Regions from separate parts of the Sus scrofa genome. Here region 2 is linked to region 1. A link is a contact called in public HiChIP or PLAC-seq data. All regions are on one chromosome and are shown on one strand. The core of a region is the stretch at or near the end of the contact, and the rest is flanking DNA. Distances in the headings are between cores, read along the strand shown. Region 1 overlaps SFMBT1 (scm-like with four MBT domains protein 1). Region 2 overlaps RFT1 (protein RFT1 homolog).

What was found. HiChIP or PLAC-seq counts read pairs in DNA pulled down with a chosen protein or histone mark.
Region 2: a contact with region 1 is called in an H3K27ac HiChIP or PLAC-seq map of alveolar macrophages. The contact joins two enhancer-like sites. A contact is called at or near these places in 1 of 5 promoter capture datasets (liver), 3 of 47 Hi-C or Micro-C datasets (alveolar macrophages, liver and skeletal muscle) and 1 of 2 datasets of contacts at active chromatin or transcription factors (alveolar macrophages).

The regions. Positions count from the first base shown.
Region 1 is chr13:35,058,152-35,065,835 of Sscrofa11.1, forward strand. It overlaps SFMBT1 (scm-like with four MBT domains protein 1), which reads right to left. Exons shown (of 22, transcript XM_021068955.1): 6 at 2,754-2,842; 7 at 144-390. Among named protein-coding and RNA genes, the nearest start is that of ITIH4, 120 kb to the left of the region's middle. Within about 2 kb of position 4,375, at least 1 of the 83 cell types and tissues checked has an H3K27ac peak or open chromatin away from gene starts, as enhancers often do. A contact at or near this core is called in alveolar macrophages, where this site is marked.
Region 2 is chr13:35,194,945-35,202,628 of Sscrofa11.1, forward strand. It overlaps RFT1 (protein RFT1 homolog), which reads right to left. Exons shown (of 14, transcript XR_002337566.1): 14 at 1,900-3,163. Among named protein-coding and RNA genes, the nearest start is that of SFMBT1, 18 kb to the left of the region's middle. Within about 2 kb of position 2,902, at least 3 of the 83 cell types and tissues checked have an H3K27ac peak or open chromatin away from gene starts, as enhancers often do. A contact at or near this core is called in alveolar macrophages, where this site is marked.

The sequences.
Region 1 (7,684 bases), core at 3,125-5,624:
TGAAAATTTTTGCAATATCTCTCTTATGCAAACTAAGAAAGGCTTTTGCAACATGCAGAATAACATATTTTTCAGTCTTACTGATATTAATAAAACCATAATAATAATATAAGTTAAAAGAAAAATGTTACATTGCTCCTCACCTAATGGGGGCTGAAGCTCATATCCCTGTTGAGCAGCCCAACCAACGTGATGAAGAAATGGATCCAAGTAATACAACCAAAGTTCAAAATTATCAGAACTCTCAAGTCCTTCATAACGCAGCTTCAGCCTTCCCCCAATATTGTCTACTACAGTAACAATCCAAGTGCTTAAAGAGTCCTGGAAAGCTTGACATTCCAGCCTGGAACCTGGAGCAATGAGATCTAAAGGATTCCTCCCATTACGGAGCTTTAGGTTAAAAAAAAGCAAAATGATTTAATAAGAGAGGGAAAATAATATTTTTAAAATTCAAGCTTTAAATGAACTCAAACTTGCCTTTATATTTTCACCCATTCAAAGCTAGTGACACTGAATCACCTAAGATCATACAAATCTCTATAGCATTATTTCTGGTGATATGAAAATATCTTAATGAAAAATTTCTTATAAAGCAATAAAACTATTCTAACAAATCTCTTAAGACTATGTTATATAGTTTCATCTAGAAAGAATTTTTAAATTATCATCATGGCATATACTCTCTAAGAATGGGTTTTCTACACATAAGTCAACTAACTAAATAAACTAAATTTGGGAAGTTCCCGTTGTGGTGCAGTGGAAACAAATCTGGCTAGTATCCATGAGGATATAGGTTCAATTCCTGGCCTTGCTCAGAGGGTTAAGGATCCAATGATGCTGTGAGCTGTGGCGTAGGGTGAAGACATGGCTTGGATCCCGCCTGGCTGTGACTGTAGTGTAGGTGGGCAGCTGTAGCTCCGACTGGACCCCTAGCCTGGGAACTTCCATATGCCTTGGGTATGGCCCTAGAAAAAAAAAAAAAAAAGACAAAGAATACAAAGATCACCAAGAAACAGTGTTCACCATCAAGTTTTAAAAGGGGAATTGTGAATGTGAATGGATCATAGAATTAAATATAAGAGATAAAACTACAAAACATTTAGAAGAAGATATAGGGGAAAATATTTATGACCTGGGGTTATGCAAAGCCTTCTTAGATAAGACTCCAAAAGCACAAGCAATAAAAGAAAAAAATAGATAAACTGGACTACACTGAAATAAAAAAACCTTTGTTGTACAAACCATACCATCAAGAAAGTGAACAATCTACAGAACTAGAGAAAATAGTTGAAAATCATATATGTGATCTAGACTTATAACCAGAATATATAAAGAACTCTTACAACTCAATAATAAAAAGATAAATAACTGGAGTTCCCATTGTGGCGAGTGAAAACAAATTCGACTAGTAACCATGAGGTTGCGGGTTCAATCCCTGGCCTCGCGCAGTGGGTTAAGAATCCAGCATTGCCATGAGCTGTGGTGTAGGCTGCAGATGCAGCTCGGATCCAGTGTTGCTGTGGCTATGGCAGAGGCTGGTATTTACAGCTCTGATTTGACCCCTGGCCTGGGAACCTCCCTATACCGTGGGTGCAGCCCTAAAAAAAAGCAAAAAAAAAAAAAAAGACAAATAATTTAAAAATGGGCAGACATTTCTCCAAAAAATAAGCACAAAGAAAGATGCTCAACATCACTGATCATTAGGGAAATGCAAATCAAAGTGAGATACTACTTTACACCCACTAGAACAGCTATAATCAAAAAGAGAATAGTATAGTGGAGTTCCCGTCGTGGCGCAGTGGTTAACGAAACTGACTAGGAACCATGAGGTTGTAGGTTCAATCCCTAGCCTTGCTCAGTGGGTTAAGGATCCGGTGTTGCTGTGAGCTGTGGTGTGGGTCACAGACACAGCTCAGATCCCACATTGCTATTGCTCTGGTGTGGGCTGGTGGCTACAGCTCCGATTCGACCCCTAGCCTGGGAACTTCCATATGCCGCAAGAGCGGCCCTAGAAAAGGCAAAAAAGACCAAAAAAAAAAAAAAAAAGAATAGTAAGTATTGATCAAAATGTAAAGAAATTGGAATCTTCATAAACTACATTCACATATGCTACAAAGAGTGTTGCTGATAGGACAGAAAGTAACAAAATATAACAGAAATGTCATAACTGATTTTACAAAAACAAGAAATCTATATTCACCAATAAGCTCAAAATTTACACTGCTTTATAAAAACTGCTGAAAGCATGTAGGTGGTGGTCCAGTGTCTTCTGAGCAAAAGAAAAGGGGTCTCAAGTCACTCGGTGTGGGAGTTACATTTGTCCATTCTAAAGCAGAGTTAATCTTTGCTCAGCTCCAAGTGAGATCCCAACAAGGCTATATTTCCCAACCATGTGAAAGAATCTGAAAAACTAGATTTTTATGTGACTGCAACTAAATCAAAAATATTTTAAGAGTTCCCATCGTGGCGCAGCAGAAACAAATCCAACTAGGAACCATGAGGTTTTGGGTTTGATCCCCAGCCTCACTCAGTGGGTTAAGGATCCGGCATTGCCGTGAGCTGTGGTGTAGGTTGCAGACGCAGCTCTGATCCTGCGTTGCTGTGGCTGTGGCATAGGCCAGCAGCTAAAGCTCAGATTTGACCCCTATCCTGGGAACCTCCATATGCCACAGTGCGGCCCTAAAAAGAAAAGAAAAGAAATATTACTGAAGATAAGGATTTTCTACAATGATTCTGGAAGCAATAATACTCACGCCCTCTAGCAGCGGAACAGGAGGACTACATGCTCCCATCAGGGTTTGCCGCAGAAACTCATTCCAATCAGACACTTTATCTCTGATGCCTAGATGAGGGAATAAATGAGTTATTACTCATAGTGTCAGCCATAAAATAGAGAAACTACAGAGAATACAGAGAAACTAAACCAATGAAAATGATTTAGAGATGCATTTGTCAGTATAATATTTAAGAGTCCAACATATTGCTTGAGAGCTTTAAAAATAATTCTCCTCTGGAGTTCCCGTCGTGGCGCAGTGGTTAACGAATCCGACTAGGAACCATGAGGTTGCGGGTTCGGTCCCTGCCCCTTGCTCAGTGGGTTAACGATCTGGCGTTGCCGTGAGCTGTGGTGTAGGTTGCAGACGCGGCTCAGATCCTGCGTTGCTGTGGCTCTGGCGTAGGCCGGTGGCTAAAGCTCCGATTCAACCCCTAGCCTGGGAACCTCCATATGCCTTGGGAGCGGCCCAAGAAATAGCAACAACAACAACAACAAAAAGACAAAAGACAAAAAAAAAAAATAATAATAATTCTCCTCTAGGAGTTCCCATAGTGGCTCATCAGAAGTGAATCTGACTAGTATCCATGAAGACACAGGTTAGATTCCTGGCCTTGCTCAGTGGTATAGGTCGCATATGCAGCTTGGATCTAATGTTGCTGTGGCTGGGGTGTAGGCCAGCAGCTATAGTTCTGATTTCAACCCCTAGCCTGGGAACCTCCAGATGCCGTGGGTGCAGCCCTAAAAAGATCAAAAAAAAAAAAAAAATCCTCCTCTAGATAGAGCTACTTCCTTGCTAGTTTAATAAGAGTTGTATCCAAAACAAAGAGAAGAGGCCCAACTCGCTATCAGTACAATTTTATCCTTATCCAAAAGACACCTACTTTAGAGTTCCCCTTGTGGCTCAGTGGAAACGAACCAGACTAGTTTCCATGAAGATGCAAGTGCAATCCCTGGCCCCACTCAGTGGGTTAAGGATCCAGCATCGCCACAAGCTATAGGTATAGGTCACAGATGTGGCTTGGATCTGCCATTGCTGTGGTTGTGGCATAGGCCGAGAGCTGCAGCTCTGATTTGACCCCTAGTCTGGGAGCTTCCATATGCCACATCTTCAGACCTTAAAAAAAAAAAAGAAAAGAAAAGAAAGTTCTTTAAAAAACAAAGAAACAAAAGATACTTGCTTTATTTTTTATTATGGAAAATTTTAGAAATACAGAAAAGTAAAGAGAATAGTATAATGATTCCTCATATAAACTAGCTTCAGGAGTTCCCATTGTGGTTCAGCTGAAATGAATCTGACTAATATCTCTGGCCTCGTTCAGTGGGTTAAGGATCTGCAGCATTGTCATGAGCTAAGGTGTAGATTGAAGACTCAGTTTGTATTTGGCGTTGCTGTATTTGGGGACCTCCATATGCAGTGGGTATAGCCCTAAAAAGATAAAAAAATAAACAAACAAGCAAACAAACTAGCCTCAACAACTGTCACTTCATGGGCAATCTTTTTTTTTTTTTTTTTTTGCTCCACCCATGGCTTGCAAAAGTTCCCAGGTCAGGAGTCAAACCCAAGCCACAGCAGTGACCTGAGGCACAGTAGTGACAATGCCAGATCCTTAACTACTAGGTCACCGGGGAACTCCCACTGTCAATCTTTACATCTAGATCAGACAGTGCTACCAAACTACAACCTGTGGACTAAAGCTGGCCTGCTATCTATTTCTGTAAATAAAGTTTTTATGGAACACAGCCATGGTCATTTGTTTATGTACTACTTTCACATTACAAAGGTAGAGCTGAGCAGTTGCGACAGAAACCGCAGGGCCCCAAAAGCCTAAAATATTTTACTATCCGGTCCTTTATAGCTACTTTGTCAAGCCTGATCTATATATCCTCATACCTGGCATCCCCAACCAGCCAGATTATCTAGAAACAAATCCCTGATATCACGTAATTTTATCCAATATAATCTCAATATGTATTTCTAGAAGAAAATAACTTTTTATATAACCACAGTAAGATGACACCTTAAAAAATTAACAATAATTAACATCAAATATCTAGACCATGTCAATTTTCCCAAATGTCTCAAAAACAATTTTTTAAATTTGTTTGGTCAAATCATGATACAAATGAGATTTGTATACTGCAAATGGTTAACACATCAACTAAATCTCTTTTAATGTGTAGGTACACCCTATGCCCTCTCTTTTTCCTGGAGCATACTTGTTAAGAGATTTAGCCTTTTGTCCTATACAAATTTTTTTCAGAGTCTGGTTTTACTGGTTGTCTGCTCATGGTAACCAGTCGCTCTACTGTCCTCTACATTTTCTGTGAATCAGTATTTAGATCTAGAGGCCTGATCAAATTCAGTTTGGATTCTTTGGGGAAGAGGGCAAGATTACTTCTTAAGTGGAGTTAAATCCTTCCATCAAGAGGCACATTCTATCTTTCCTTCTATGGTGATGGCAGCTTTTAATGGTCACTACACAGATACGATGATTCATTTGGGGCTAGAAACAGTGATGTTCTATCATCCTTCTTCATTTACTAACCAAAATATAAAGAAAATGTTCTCTTGGGGTTCCCATAGTGGCTCAGGGGTTAACAAATCCAACTAGGAACCATGAGGTTGAGGGTTTGATTCCTGGCCTCGCTCAGTGGGTTAAGGATCTGGCATTGCCTTGAGCTGTGGTGTAGGCTGCAGACATGGCTCGGATCTGGAATTGCTCTGGCTCTGGTGTAGGCTGGTGGCTACAGCATAGATTAGATCCTGAGCCTGGGGACCTCCATGTGCTGCGGGTGCGGCCCTAGAAAAGGCAAAAAGACAAAAAAGACAAAAAAAAAAAAAAAAAAAAAGTTCTCTTCAACTATTTGATCACAAAAAAAAAAAAAAAAAAGCAGGATATAAACTTGATTCTCTGTATTTACCAGCCTTCAAAATTATCCATTGGTTCCCTAGCATCCTTCAAAGGCAACCAATGAGGGTTTTGTTTAAAAGTTTCATGGAGCTCCCGCTGTGGTGCAACAGGATCAGCAGTGTCTTAGAAGCGCTGGGACATGGGTTCGATATCCAACCCAGCACAGTGGGTTAAGGATCTGGTGTTGCTGTACCTGTGGCTTAGTTTGCAGCTCAGCCTGGATCTGATCCCTGGCCCAGGAGCTCCATATGCCATGAAGAGGCCCAAAATAAATAAATAAATAATAAAATTGTTTATTCCTTATTGTAAATCAACCACAGTTCAATTTTTGAAAATAGTTTTCTTTAATTTAAAAAAAACACATGCACACACAATCATATATTCTCCTCTCTCATTTTATACACTTTTTTTTTTTTTGTCTTTTTGTCTTTTCTAGGGCCGCACCCCGCAGCACATGGAGATTCCCAGGCTAGGGGTCTAATCAAAGCTGTAGCCACCAGCCTACGCCACAGCCACAGCAACTCGGGATCTGAGCCCTATCTGTGACCTACACCACAGCTCATGGCAACACCAGATCCTTAATCCACTGTGCAAGGCCAGGGATTGAATCCGCAACCTCATGGTTCCTAGTCAGACTCGTTAACCACTGAGCCACGACGGGAACTCCTATACACATTTTCTTTATTCATATAAGATATGTGGAGAACACTCCCTGGATCTGTTTCTTTCTATTTTTTATTTTTTAAGTTTATTTTTAATTTTTAAAAAATTTTATTAAAGTATAGTCAATTTACAGTGTTCTGTCAATTTCTGCTGTATGGCTTTTTTTTTTTAATTGCACCTTTTATCATTATAAAGTGCCCTTCTCTGTCTCTTACAGTGCTTTCTGACCTGAATTCCACCTTTGTCAGAGAGCAAGACTGAGACTCTTGCTTTCCTTTCTACTTGCATTTGTCTATGGATCTTTGTCCATCATTCTGTTTACTCTTTCAAAATCTCTCCATTTAAGTATGTCTCCTGTTCCTAGCATAGAATTGAGTTTTACACAGTTAAACCAACCTGAAATGTTTTATCAATTTGAATAGAAGAGTAAGCCAATTAACATTTATATTATCTAAAGATATGGCCTCAATTCCTTTATACTGGTAAATATAACATGAATTACTTGTGTATGTGTGTACAGTATTTCCCTATGTGATTTTATTTGAACATGTACTTTTTATGTTTTTTACTTTTTTTTTGGCCAGGTTTGCAGCATGTGGAAGTTCCCGGGTGACAATGCCTGATCCTTAACCTGCTACAGCACTAGGGAACTCCAACTTTTTATTTTAAAAAATCCATCTTTTGGCATTTAGAGAGGTTTATAGTTCTGCTCTTCTGGTTATCTTTATACTAATACCTTCATAACAATTTTTGAACTATTTTCTATTTCTTTTTTTTAATAAATACTACTAAATTTAGCCATAACCTCTTTTATCTCTTCTCCTTCAGCATACTCCTAGTTAACACTTAAAAGGCAATTAGTTAAATTACTAGGTAATAAACCTGTTTGCAGGAGAGGGGGAGCAGTAAGTAATCTTATACCACTATTCATATGCTCTCCCTGCTATTGTCCCTTATTTTTTTTTTCTGGTCATGTCCACAGCATGTGAAAGTTTGTGAGCTAGGGATCAAACCCACGCCATAGCAGCAGCCCAAGCCACTGCAGTGACAATGCCAGATTCTTAACCCATTGTGCCAAAAAGAACTCCAAATTTTTTTTTTTTTTGGTCTTTTTTTGTCTTTTTTTGGGCCACACCCAAAGCATATGGAGGTTCCCAGGCTAGGGGTCGAATCAGAGTTGTAGCTGCCATCCTACGCCACAGCCACAGCCAGGCTGGATTCAAGCCACGTCTTTGACCTATACCACAGCTCACAGCAACGCTGGATACTTAACCCACTGAGCGAGGCCAGCGATCAAACCCATGTCCTCATGGATACTAGTTGGGTTCATTAA
Region 2 (7,684 bases), core at 1,652-4,151, 140 kb after region 1:
TCATCCACTCATTCATTCATTTATTCACATTCATTCATTTATTCAAGTTCATTCATGAAGTAAGTATCCATGGATCATCTTACAGCCAGGCCCTGGGATTACAGATGGACGTGCAGCTGGTCAGCAGGGCTTTGAGTTCCACTGAGGAGCTTGGACCTCATCCTGGGGGCACTGGATGGTCAGAGGCAGGCCAGTGAGAAGGTGGGTTGGTCGGCAGGAGGGTAGGTGAGGTTCCTAATGTTCAGCTCCTCCTTCTCTACTGCTCACTCCCACCCAAGCCTGGGCCCAGGTTGGTATAGACTCCAGGGGACAACCCCCCAGGCTGGCTTCATCCTACTCTTGGTGGGGAGGAAGACACCAGGCTGGCAGCATGGTGTGCTTGTGCATGGGCCAGCCCCATAACCTCCTCCATGCAGCTTTGGTTGGCACCCTCTGCGTAGGCTGTTGTTCCTTTGATCATTCAGATTGGACTCAAGAGGATAGGCTGGCTGGGCCACATCCATGACCAGGCCTGAGGGTATAGCACTGATAGGAAGGCCTAGGATTGGGGGGCAGTAGGAGCAGGGGGCTCCAAGTGCGAGCTGCTCTGCCATGGGGCTGGAATATGTATGCCTGAGCAATCTGGGCCCCAGAGCCTAGGGTGAGGGCCCTGAGCCAGCCAGCGTCCTTTGCAACACACCACATGGCCCAGGCCCTCAGCTCTGAGCTGGGGTGGTAAGAAGAAAGCAGTGGTGGTGTCCAGCCTGGACCCCATTCCCCAGAATATCCCCACGAGGGGAACAGAGACTGGGCTCTGCTCTTCTCCCTTCTCCACCTGAGACCAACAGTCCTGGGCAATTTGGTGTTGCCATGACAACCACACACTTTCGTCTTCCTTTCTTAGTTGATTGAATCTGAGTTGCAGATTAAGTCCTGGTATGTTATCCATTTAGAAGGCATGTGGCCAGTTGCAGAGATCTATGCCCAGTGCCTCTGACACCCACCCCTTTTTTCCTGATGGCCAAGGCTGGGGAAATGAGTCCTGCTCCAGACCCTGGGCCCCTGGGGTGGTCCTGGATCAGTGGTAGAGAACCCTGCTGGTCTGGCCTCTCACCTGTAGGAACATGTGATGACACAGGTGTGCAGCCTCAGGGATGGTGGTTGTCAGAGGCCCAGATGATGCACAAGCCTCTTTGGTGTGAGGTACAGGGGATTGCAGCAAGACCTCTGGACTCAGGAGGCTCTCTGTCCCCTTCAGGGGTGTGTGTGCTGCCTTTAGGGACTCAGATGGCCATGGCTGTGAGTTGCCTGTATGTGAATAACTGGATGACCAGGTCCCTAGGTCCTGGGGCCCTTGATCCCTCAGAAGCACCATAACCTCCATGCTTTCCCCAGAGCTGAGCTTAGCCAACTCTGACCAGCAAAGGAAAGGAGTCATTGCTAGTGCAGAGAGTGGGGGCTGGAGTCAGAGTTCAGAGCCCTCCAGTGAAGGAGACCTGGGGCGGTGGGAGAGTGGCCTGCCTGTGATGAGGAGGTGTTGGTGGCACCGAGAGGCATGTGTCAGCCTGGCAGTTGGGTGCAGGCTGGTTTAAGGGGAGGTCACCATGGGTGGAAGGAGAAAGGTGTGGACTTGTGGCCCAGCTTGTTCTCAGATCTGCCCCAGAGAGGGATGGACATGGCATTGTGGAAACTCACCACAAAGGGTCACTCAAGATGAAGAGGGAGACCTGCCTCTGCCCTCTGCTGTTAGGGCTGAAGCCTCTACACCACGTGCAATCCTGCTGAGGGTGAGAGCCGCCTCCAGGTCCTGTTGACATGGTCGCTACCCCACTGCCGCATCCTCAGGCAAGGGGGTAGTAGCTTGGCCATAACTGCATCTCCTGGGCTAGGCCACATCTCTGCCCCCATCCTACCACCTCTGTGATGTTGGGCCAAGTTCCTTAATTCTCTGAGCCTTTTCCCTCTGGGGATGGGAAGGGCCCACAGGTGGGTTGGTGAGAATCTCCAGGGAAAACACAGAATCCAAGATACCTGCTGAGGTTAGTCATGTTGAGAAGAGCTTTATGGTGCTTGCTCAGAGTTTATGATTTTGTAGGGGAGAGCATAAGGTATTTTTTTATAGCAAAGAAAATAATGAGATCATTAGTAGCTTGAGGAAAAACAATGGATTGTAGTAGAAAGGAAATAGGATACTACCTGGTTCAGCAGAGAACAATGTTTCTATAGTTTTAAATATGTAAATGCTGAATATCAATTTACCCCCAAATCAAAATATTGAAAGGAAGGAGATGGAAGTGTGCTGAGAGGTGGTAGCCAAGCTCGTTTTCCATACTAGGAGGTCAGTATTCTAAGGGGGAAAAAAATCAAGAAATAGCAATATTAGCAAATTATTTAGAAATATGAAGGGGAAATGGAAGAGTTGACCAACAGAACTAAAATGATGGGCCAAGGAGAGGGAAGCTTGGGGGAGGGGCAGAACCTGCCATTTTGGGTTATCAGCCTTGTAGTATTATTGTTCAACTGTTAAATCTATGTATGTGTGTTCTTTTGATCAAAAAGAAAACTGAAGAGAAAAATAGTGTTTAGACAGAGAGCAGGCTGTGGCTGGAGAGGTGGAGTAACTTGCCAGGCTGGCAGAATCAGGAGACAGCACAGCACAGGGATCCATGCTGGGGTTTGTGGCCAAGGGCTTGGAGTGACTTTGTCAACACCATGGATGTCACCTATGGGCATCACCTATGGGCCAGCAGCTCACCAAATGCCCACAAAGGCTGCATGAGTATAATAGGCTCATGCACTCCATGCCTCTAGGCAAGGAAACCAGGCCAAGAGCTATTTCCCCCAGGAGGCCACGTCAGCCCAAGGGACGAAAGGGAGCAGTGGGTGGAGATGCCAGTCTGGGATTGTTTCACTTCCTTTCTGTTTACTGGTAGCCTTAATTCCCAAGTTCCCCATTCAGCTAGGCTGATTAGTCAGATTCTCCAGGGGGAGGGCTGGGGCATCAATGACGTTCTGGAAACTTCTTGGGAAGCAGTTCCTATGGAGACGCTCTCAGCACCGAGCCTGGTGCATCCTTCTTCCTGCAGCCAAGGAGGTGGTGGAGCCTGGAGGGCTGAGTCCTCATTGCTGGCTTGTGTTCACGGAGATACCAAGGTCCACTGTTCCTCCAGGACCTTCCCGGCCTCTAAAGTGGGAAAGGCAGTCAGTTGAATGACCCAGTGACAGACTGCCATGATCTTGTAGTTAGCACTGACCATTGCCTGGGTGCCTGGCATTGTGCAAAGAGGCCCTTACAGTCATGGAAAGCACATGAAAGGAGGGGTTCAGGCCACTGGCAAGTAGGTCCTGGCTGTGGGCTCCAGGCTGGCTGGTCCTTAACTCAGTGTGACTTGGGCAGGTTTCCTTCCCTCCCAGGCTCCCTCTGGGCCTCTGGGAGAGGAAGGTCCCCGCTCTGATACAGCAAGAGTGCTCTCATGCTTCGCTGACGGGCTGAATGCAGGAGAGGTCTCTCTGTCAGGATATCCTCTACCACACAGTTTACAATGTAGTGAAAACCGGGGATAATTGGGACTTTATTTATTTAAAATTTTTTTTCTTCATGCTGCATAGCACCGGAACTATGTCTAGTCACTTATGATGGAGCATGATAATGTGAGAAAAAAGAATGTATACATGTATGTGTAAGTGGGTCACCTTGCTGTACAGTAGAAAGTTCACAGAACACTGTTAAAAGAAAGAAAGAAAGAAAGAAAGAAAGAAAGAAAGAAAGAAAGAAAGAAAGAAAGAAAGAAAGAAAGAAAGAAAGAAAGAAAGAAAGATCTAGGAGTTCCCGTCGTGGCGCAGTGGTTAACGAATCCGACTAGGAACCATGAGGTTGCGGGTTCGGTCCCTGCCCTCGCTCAGTGGGTTAACAATCCGGCGTTGCCGTGAGCTGTGGTGTAGGTTGCAGACGCGGCTCGGATCCTGCGTTGCTGTGGCTCTGGCGTAGGCCGGTGGCTACAGCTCCGATTCAACCCCTAGCCTGGGAACCTCCATATGCCGCGGGAGCGGCCCAAGAAATAGCAACAACAATAACAACAACAAAAAGACAAAAGACAAAAAAAAAAAAAAAGAAAGAAAGAAAGAAAGAGTTGAATGAACTGCAGGGAGAAGCAAAAAAAAAAAAAAAAAAAAATTTTTTTTTTTTTTCTTTTTTAGGGCTGCACCCAGGGCACATGGAAATTCTCAGGCTAGGGGTCGAATCGGAACTACAGCTGCCAGCCTGCACCACAGCCACAACCATGCCAGATTTGAGCCGTGTCTGTGACCTACACCACAGCTCTCGGCAATGCTGGATACTTAACCCACTGAGCGGGGCCAGGGATCAAACCTGCGTCCTGGATACTAGTCAGGTTCTTAAGCTGCTGAGCCACAATGGGAACTCAGACAACTGGGACTTTTACATGGTAGATCTCAATAGTAAAAAAGACCAGTGTAGAGGGTAGTATAAAGCATGGCAAGGTGCGGGCAACACAAGCAAAGTAAGAAGAGACCATGGATGGGATGGGGAGTTTCTAAGTGTCTACATGGCTTTGGCTGCACCAGGAAACTATAATTTACAGCTTATAAGTTAACAAAAGAAATACCTAAAATACATAAAGCTATTGGAGATAAGGAAGAGCAATACACGGAGATATTTCAGACTGATGACTTCTGCTCCGGTCTAGCTCCCCTGCCCCAGCCTTGGACCGCGCAGGCCTTCCAGCTCTCCCACTCTTCCCTGAGCCCCAAAGAGTGCTGCAGGGTGACTTTTCCTTGGTCCCCAGCATGGTCCTGGAGCAACATCGAGTAAGGATCAGAACTTTCTATAGATGGAGAAGAGGATCTTAGGAAGATACTGAGGCAGGGCTGGAATTAGAACACGATTCTCAGGCTCTCTGGCTCTGTTGATTATCTGGAATAACAGTGGGTTCCCTGGGCCAAAACATCATCTCCCAAGCTGTGCAGGCAACCAGAGCCCTTGCTGAGGGGGAGGAGTGGCCCACAGAGGCTGATGGGGTTGGGTAGGCCTGGAGCAATAGGCCATGAGGATCAGAACCAGGTATGCCCAGGTAGGAGCAGCAGGAGGAAGGCCTGATGGACCCACATGGCTCAGATATGACCCAGATACGACCCAGATACCAAAGGTCAAGGGCCTTATGCCTTCCTCAAGGATCAGCGCTAGGCCCAGAGGTGTCTGGTGTCTCCTTGCTTTCTGTGAGACCTAACTGTGGGCAGAATACACCTCCCCTTTCTTTTCTTTTTGACTGCCCTGCAGCATATGGAGTTCCCACGCCAGGGATCAGATCCAAGCCACAGCTGTGACCTACACGACAGCTACAGCAATAGCTGATATCATTTAACCCATTGTGCCAGGCTGGGAATTGAACCTGCATCCCAGTGCTGCAGAGATGCTACTGATTGCACCACAGTGGGAACTCCATACCTCCCTTTTTAGGAAAATCCCACCTTAACAGTAGCACTCAACATGGCACCCTCTGGGTACCCTAGGTTCTGGCCTTTCTCTTCCTCCCAGCTACTTCTGGAAGGGCAAAGCCAGCTGGTCTGAGCCTGGCATCCTTCATCCCAATCCAGAGAAGGAAACGTAACAAATGAGATCAGAATTTATAGAGATTCATCTGAGAGGCTGATAGCAGAGACAATGGTTTTTTATTGTCTTTTAGGGTGAGGAGGAAGAACTCTAGAAGTTTCAGATCAGCCGTGATGAATGGGTTCAAGGTGAGGATACTGACAAACTGGAGAATGAGGCTCTATGGGGGTGTGGGAGTGTCCTCATGGCCACCGTTGCCCTAGCCTAAACTTGAGGCCAGAAGAGCCAGTACCAGTGGCCACCTACTCGCATGGCAGGATCAGCTCAGACCTTTCTGTTTTCCTCAGAAGCTGCTGACAGCGGCTGGTCCTCCTTGGACAATGCCACATCCTCTTCCACAACCAGGGGACTTTTTTCTTTCTGCTTTAGTCTAAGGCTGCAGGGAAATCTAAACTAAGAGTGACGGCAATTTCTGAAATTGCTGAAAACCATTTAAAAGCCTCGGAAGCATCCTCTCTTGTTCTGGGCGGCTGCTCTGGTTGAGCCTGAAAGAGGGCATTTGCTGGCCGCTCGTGGCTCTCCCTCGAAGCTGTGGCTTTGCTTCCCTGGCTTGGCTGCTGGAGTTTGCCAAAAGTGAGAGGGCCCGAGCACTCTCCTTGCCCATGTCCTCACCTTCTAAGCTCCTTTGGACAAGCTGGGCTGAAAAGGAGCTTTTGTTTCCCCTTTACCTGTAACAGTGCCATCAAGGAAAAGGGAAAGAAATGGTTCCATTGAAGGAGAAAAGGCTCAATCACATGCGGGTCTGTGGACTGGGGTTAGGTTGGGAAGAGAGAGCAAACTGGGCTGAAACGAACATTCCTAGGGGCCATGGTTTATCTCTGGCAGATTTATAATTCCACTCACAGAGCAAACGCTGGTCTGGTGTGAGGCACCCCTGCTCAGTGCCCCTGTATTCTCTCATGAATTCCTTGCCACACCCTATGACACAAGTGCTCTTATGCCCATTTTTTAGATGAGTAAACTGAGGTTCAAAGGGACTAACCCCCTTGCTCAAGGCCACACCATTTGAGGTAGCTGCATCTGCCTCCACAGACCCTCTCTGGAACCCCCACTGCAACCTGCCCTCCTAATTCTCAAAAGAGAAGGAAAACAGAGCTGTTGGAAGGAAAGGAAAGGAGCGTGATGGGGACAGGGCCCAGTGGGCGAGGGGGTGAGAGGTGTGAGGTTGGAGGCTCCATAGAAGGTGGCACTGGACTCCCAAGAGCACCCTCAGAGCCAGACCAGGCAGAAGCCAAGGAAAAGGGATGGGCCCTGTGTTTACCAATGCCATGGGTTCTGGGTTTAGTGCCCTCTTTGAGTGACAGGGCTAAAGAAAAGTGGTTAAATCTCTAGTATTTGTAATGTTTTCACTTCTCGCTCCTTTGCCAGCCCAGCCATAAACAGCCCTGATGGGGTCAGTGTGGGTGAGGGTGGGGCTAGGTGAGACTTGGCTAGGGAGGCAGGGGGATGGATAGCATTGGGAGAGCTCTGCTCCAGGATGAGGAGCAGAAGGGAAAGTGGGCAAGGAGGCAGGTATACAGGATGTGTAGGAAGCCTTGCTATGGGTTGTGTTTTCTGAGGCTTTCAGGGCTGCATTTGCCTGTCCTACCTCTGCTCCTCTTCCATCCTTCCTGGGCCATGCAAGATGGGCTAGTGACATATGAGGAAACCAAGGCACAGAGAACAAGATCTCCTGCCCATGGTCACGAAGTGCTGCAGTGGCCAAAGTTAGCCACCTTCCCACTCCTTAGTGGTGTCACCAAGAATTTTTCATTGTAATGCAACATAATTTTTGGCCAGATTTATTTCTCCCAAATATTTCTATTTGTGCTAATGCCTGTGCTAAACAATTACCTTAAATTCTCTAAGATGAGATAAAGACTAAGGCAGGGGAGGAATTTGTGAGAAAAAGTTATGTAAGGTCAGGGAGAGGCCTAAAACATTCAAATCCTGTGGATTTCAAACTAGTATTTTTTTTTTTTTTTAAGAATCCTTCTTTCAAGCAAACTTTTTTTTTTTTTTTTTTTTTGCTTTTTAGGGTTGCACCTGTGGCATATGGAGGTTCCCAGACTAGGGGTCCAATCAGAGCTACAGCTG